2 separate regions of the Capsicum annuum genome follow, and region 2 is linked to region 1. Evidence: chromatin contacts called from public Hi-C data. All regions are on one chromosome and are shown on one strand. The core of a region is the stretch at or near the end of the contact, and the rest is flanking DNA. Distances in the headings are between cores, read along the strand shown. Region 1 overlaps LOC107851236 (MADS-box protein SOC1). Region 2 has its middle 89 kb from the start of LOC107851236.

What was found. Hi-C and Micro-C count contacts between places; a contact is called where the count stands out from the background.
Region 2: a contact with region 1 is called in a Hi-C map of bud, with 1.9 times the contacts expected there. The contact joins two enhancer-like sites. A contact is called at or near these places in 4 of 5 Hi-C or Micro-C datasets (bud, leaf and placenta).

The regions. Positions count from the first base shown.
Region 1 is chr12:187,146,188-187,149,436 of UCD10Xv1.1, reverse strand. It overlaps LOC107851236 (MADS-box protein SOC1), which reads right to left. Exons shown (of 8, transcript XM_047401088.1): 7 at 2,406-2,449. Among protein-coding and RNA genes, the nearest start is that of LOC107851236, 41 kb to the right of the region's middle. Within about 2 kb of position 1,981, at least 3 of the 5 cell types and tissues checked have an H3K27ac peak or open chromatin away from gene starts, as enhancers often do. A contact at or near this core is called in bud and leaf, where this site is marked.
Region 2 is chr12:187,193,928-187,197,176 of UCD10Xv1.1, reverse strand. No RefSeq gene overlaps it. Among protein-coding and RNA genes, the nearest start is that of LOC107851236, 89 kb to the right of the region's middle. Within about 2 kb of position 1,491, at least 4 of the 5 cell types and tissues checked have an H3K27ac peak or open chromatin away from gene starts, as enhancers often do. A contact at or near this core is called in bud and leaf, where this site is marked.

The DNA.
Region 1 (3,249 bases), core at 732-3,231:
AATTAATATGAAATAATAAGTTAAAACAAATGTCAAAGGGTAAATTTAGAAAAAAGAAACCTTTTAAAGTAATTGATAAGCATTCGTTGCAATCTAACTAAAGATGACAAAATATTTGGATAAGCATTAGTTGAAATCCAACTAAGTACTACCAAATCTTTGAATTCTTTTCAAATAAAAAAATAGTCAAATTTTTAATTAATTTTTAATTTAATTGGATAAATAGATCTTTTATGATGTCACTATCACTTTTTCTATGACTCATTACCTTTTTTATAGCATTTTAAATATCAATATAACTATTTAAATTTACCAAAATAATTTATTTTTTTTAGTTATTGTATAATGGCGAGTGAAGTAATATTAAACTTAATCAAGGATAATATAAAAAAGGAAACAAAACAAATTAATATGAAATAATAAGTTAAAAAAATGCCAAAAAGGGTAAATTTAGAAAAAAAAAATCTTTTAAGGTAATTGATAAACATTAGTTGCAATCTAACTGAAGATGACAAAATATTTGGTTAAGCATTAGTTGAAATCCAACTAAGTACTACCAAATCTTTGGATTCTCCCTTTTAATTATTTTTTTTTGAAAATAATTATTAATATTTTTGAATAAACACAATAGAAAGTATAAGTAGAAATCACACTATATAATAAAATATAACTTCTTATTTTTATAAAATCAAATGATATCTTACAAATTATTTAAGTTTTCATAATTAACATTAAAATATCATACATTCTAGTGCTTATTTATTATCAGATCAAACGCATTCTCAGATATTAAACAACTAATTATAATGTTCTACTTTATTTAAAAATTATACAAGAGAATAAATTAAAATTATAAATATCTATTTATTAACATTTTTTTATAGAATCATACGAAGCAATAAAGAATACTAATCCATAAATTGATTTTAAATATATTTAAATTCATTTCATGTGTGTTTAACAATCGAAAATAAGGACATGGATGAAAGTTTTAATGAATCATAATGTTAAAAGATTGCTTTTATGTCTTATCTTATATACGTCAAAAATAAGAGATTAATTTAATATAGTAAACAAGAAATTTCTTTTAAAATAATTTGTCTATCTAATGAGGAAATATTCTATCTTAACTAAGAAGAATCTAAAAAATTAACAAAAGTTAACAAGATATATACTGTAGTAATTTAACATGAGCTAGTTAATATTATATTTTAAATAAGTTGTTTAAAATAATTTTAACAAATAATTAGTAAGTAATTATGTTTTCATAATTTATATGCACTGTAAATCTTTGTACTGATATGTATCACGTGAAGTTTTGAAATTATAGAGGGATTCACTTATTGTGTATAATAGATACACGCCTATTTAATAATTATGAGTATTTTTTTTTTTATTATTTTACCATAATATAGTAATAACTAAAGTAAATACATAATTACCCCCCTGATGTTGACCGAGATTTTCAAAGACACCTAAACTATACTTTCGACCTATTACCCCACGAATCTTACCTAAACCATTTTGAATGCACTATTTTGATCAAAATTTTGATCCTGCGTGTCTACACGCACTTGAAGCACGTGAATGAAAAAAAAATTGAACTAGCGAATTAAAATGTGTCACATGTAATAAAAAGGACCCACTTTTTTAATTTTGTATTTTAGTTTTCTTTTTTCTTCATTTTCCATCTTCTTCTTTCATTTAATTTGCCATCTTCTTCATTTTTTTTCTTCATTTTCCATCTTCTTCCTTCGTTTCTTCTTCTACTTCCTTCTTCTTCTTCCTCTTTTTTTTCTTCTCCATTAATCTTCATTAATTGTGTCACTCGATTTTCTCCGAAGTTAAAATTTTTAGTTTCCGTCAAATATTCATAAACCATTAATGAAAATTGATGGAGAAGAGAGAAGAAATTACTCCGTACTAATGAGTAATGAGATTTCAATACTATTGTCTTCTTCAACTACTCCATTAAAGCTCCATTAATGGAGTTTTATGATTCAAGTATATGGTGTTCAATACGAAAAACAACTATAATCACAAAAAGGAAACTTGATTTCACAACTTTTCAACAAATTAAGAAGATATTAAAGTCAATACATGATTTTGTATCCCACTAGTTTGATTCATTAAGGAAAAAAAAAAAAATTCTGAAATTTTCTAGCTTTAATGGAGAATTGGGAAAAAAGAAGAGAAAAAGAGAGTAATGGTTGTTAATGGAGAATTGGGGAAGAAAAAATGAAGATTGATTAATTGAGAATTGAGAAAGAAGATATGGAGATTGATTAATGGAGAATCGGAGAAGAAAAAATAAAAATTGATTAATTGATGAATAAAATTAAAAGGAAAATTTTGTTAAAAAATATAAAAAAAATGAAATTAAACGTAATTACATGTGGCACCACCTGATTGACGCGTGCATTGCACTCTCTTTGGTGTGACTGAAATTCTGCGAAAAATGATGTATTTGCAAAGGAATAAAGAAGAATCGTAGGGTAATAGGTCGAATACAAAGTTTAAGTGTCTTTTTAAAAATTTCGGCCAACATCAGAGGGGTAATTATGTATTTACTCTAATAACTATTACATTACCTTTATAAAAAAAATATAATATAGTAATAACTACTTTATGTAATTAAATGTGTGGCCAAAAATAATTTTACTTTTTATCATTTATGGAACATATGTGAGTATTTATACATCCATAGATAAACTACGTTTTCCAATATTTCAAGTTATATAACTTTGATTAGACATCGAATTCAAGATACATGAAAAAACTTCACAATATTTATTCCGTGATTTTGGATAAGAGCAGAGAAAGTTTGTCTGAAATCAAAATTAAAAATATTTAAATGGAACAAACTTCAAATATACTTTCTCTTTAAATTTAAAATTATTTTTTTCATTTGATTCAAGTATATTATTTAAATAAATAAGAAAAAAAGAAAAAAAATGTATGATCATGAATTCTAAAGCTATCACATAAAGAAAATTTGAAGAAAAGAACTTCTCCATAACCTTTTGAAGAAAAATAGTGGGCCCCACCCCCTTTAAGATGTCAATTGATTTTTTAAAAAATTTTCAAATCATAGTCATTAGAATTTTTCTAAAACATGCATTTTTTTTTTCTGAAATTCCCTACTCTTTGCATGATGTACAATAAGTTTAAGGTAGACTTTTTGTTAATTGACAAATTTGCCCTTGTTCGTCCTAGTTATGACTCTTCTATATAACAAATAATATAAAT
Region 2 (3,249 bases), core at 242-2,741, 48 kb before region 1:
AGTTGCCAAAAGTCTTGCTAAAGTCTTATCAAATATAAAAGGATTTGAAATTCATAAAGTATATTTGAAGTCCACAAATGCCTATAAATACCTCCTTTGGAAGATTTAAATAAAGTAGCTAGAGAGAAAAAATCAAGAGTGAGAAAGTTCTTAGTTTTTCAAAAATTTCTTAGTTTTCAAAGCTTGTAAGTTAGTTAAAAAAAAAAAAAGGACTGTGTAAAAAGTCTATATTAGTTTCTTAGTTCTTTATTTTCGGTAGCTGACAAGTTTTCAGGGGACTCCCGATAGGGAAATCTCACTTCTTCCTTAAGACATGTAAGTAGTCGTTACATAGATCTTTGTATTTTTCTCCCAAGATTGTAAATTATGTTTGAATTAATCAAGTTCATATTTTATTTCAGTTGTGTTTTTAATATTATAAGATCTGGATCGCCGGCGGTTTACCGTCAGTTTTCCGATCTTGTAAAATTCATTACTTATTAATACATATTTAATTATTAGTAGATGTGTCTTTAATATTATAAGATCTGGATTGTCGGCGGTTAACCGCCAGTTTTCTGATCTTGTAAAATTAGTAAATTAATTATAAACATGCCCCCAGTGTATGGTTATTCTCTCAATATTTTAGCAATAACGATGGATTAATCTGTAAATTCCTATGGATTTGAAAAGTCCACAGAAGATAAAAAAAGGACCGTTGTTATTCTCCCGGAGTGTGATTAAAGAAGATATTGCTAAAATACCTAAAACTGAAGAGAAAGAGATGAACAGGGTATAAATTTAAAAAAAAAACTAGAAAAAAAAATCAAAAAACAAAAAAATGTAAAAATATTTTATTTTTGGAAGAAAATACACTTTGATCTTTATGACTTGGACACTTACACTAGACTAAGAACAACGAAGGAGGGAGTACTGAGTAGGATTTTGCTCCATATAAAAAATAGATCCACATTAACGTTGCTTTATTTTCTCATTTCCACTTACCTGTTTTAATTATTTATTTATTTTTGCTTCACTTATATTACTTATATACGCTTTATTATTATATATCTATTATCTGTTCATTATTATATATATCTAATATTTGTCTATTATATTATATTATTATTATTTATCTGTCTATCAATATATATTATATTATATTATTATTATCTGTCTGTTGCTAAAATATCTAAAACTGAAGAGAAAGATATATATATATATATATATATATATATATATATATTGCTAACATACTACATAAAAAGAATATTAACAAAATAATTATTTTTTTATTTTCTTAAAAGCCCTTGCTATTTTTTACTACCAACTAACTAAAACCAGTGACCTGTTGATAATTTCAACCCCAATATCCTCAATTTCATTTTCCTCTTCTCTGTATCATCCCAAAACACCTTCCTCTACAATTATAATTTTACCCATTCAAGGCTCTTTCAACTCCCCGTTTCTCATTTGATTTTGAATTCAGCTGTAATTTGTAAGCCGGAAGCTCCATTGACACTGACTTCAAAAATTAAACTCATTTTGATAAGAAAAAGAGGTCATTGATTACATATGTAACTTCATTGATGTTATAATGAATCTTTCCAAGACTGTCTCAAAATATTTAAACAAAATACAAGCAAAGAAATCGGGTAAGATCGAATTGATTTTGATATCAAACGTGAAAACTTCTTTTAGCTAATATAAGTAGATTATAGCCATGGCGTCCTTTTACTTGATACTGTATTAAAATGGAATGACAGAGGAGTCAGAGAAGGTGGGGATGAAGCGGAGGAGAGAGGGAGAAAATTGGTTGTCACTTCTCAGATTGTGTTGGTTTAGTATTAGTTTATAAAGACCAAAAAGTCATCTATATTTGTTTGTAGGGGTATGCAAAAACGAACCCACCGATAAACCGAATCGATAAAAATATTATTGGTTTATTATTATTGAGTTAACAGTTTTTTAATGATTTTATAAAAAAAATTATTGAATTATTGGTTCGCTTCGATCTTTTCTTATTTGGTTATTGGGTAAACCGATAACCCAATATATATATATATATATTAATTTCTCTTTAATTTCTACAAATTAGCAAACCTATTATTTCAATTTTACAAACTCTTAATTTCTCCTAACAACATTTAGTTCAAACTTGAAGATTCTTGTAAATTAAAACACGTCATGTAGGATTTTTGGTTGCAACTAAGATTTGATTTTTTTCATGTTAGTTACTACTATTTCTATTTTATGAGTATTTTCTTATCGGTTACACCAAAAACTGAACTGTTAAGGACTAAAAACCGATAAATTAAAAACCGATAAAAAATATCTTATTGGTTTGATTATTGGTTTAGCATATTTAAAAATCAAAAATCGATAAACCGAATCGATAATATGTAAAATCGAACTGAACCGACCGATGCACACCACTATATATTTGAACTGTTCTCATAAGCCATTAAGGATATTTTTTATAAGGGAAAAGACATCATTTTCATTCTAAACTATATTTGAAAAGTCGAAGACACACTTCAACTATTAAAGCGACCTAATACACACATGAACTACTTAAAAGTGAATTTTTATGCACCCTAAAACTGACGTGGCAAAAAATAATTAATTAAAATAAAAGATGGAGCGTGGGTAATATAATTAAAGAAAAAAAGTTAAAAAAATTAAAATCTTCTTCCCTACCAAGCATCCTCTTCTTCACCACCACCCCACCCGCCACCTCTCACCCCCGCCTCCTTCACAAATCTTCTTCTTTACACCCCACTTGTTGTTATCTTCTACTTCTCTTTTTTCCAATCAATTTTTAATAGTGATTGAAACTTCTATTTTTCGAAGAACTTTCTTCATCAATTTGATTTTTCTTTTTACTCCATTGTTGATTTTTCATTCAATTTCATCACTTTTTTCTTCACTTAACTCACTACTATCAATTTCAACAACTCCTATAGCAACCAATTCATCACCTGCAATCACTAATTTCATCAGTGCCATCATCAATTTCATCAATCGACCCACCACCATCAATTTCATCATCTAATTCACCATTATTGATATAAATACCTCAATTTTTTTTATTGATAGAATAGTAATGTGAAGAACCATTTCATTATCAATTTTATTGAGAACAATAAAAAATGGTTGATTTTAATTGATCGAAAATTTCAATCCGACGAATTTTATTTTTCAACACTTTCATCGAATTTTTGTTGGCCAGATTTCAACTTTCAAGTTTTTATTGTTTAATGTCTCTTC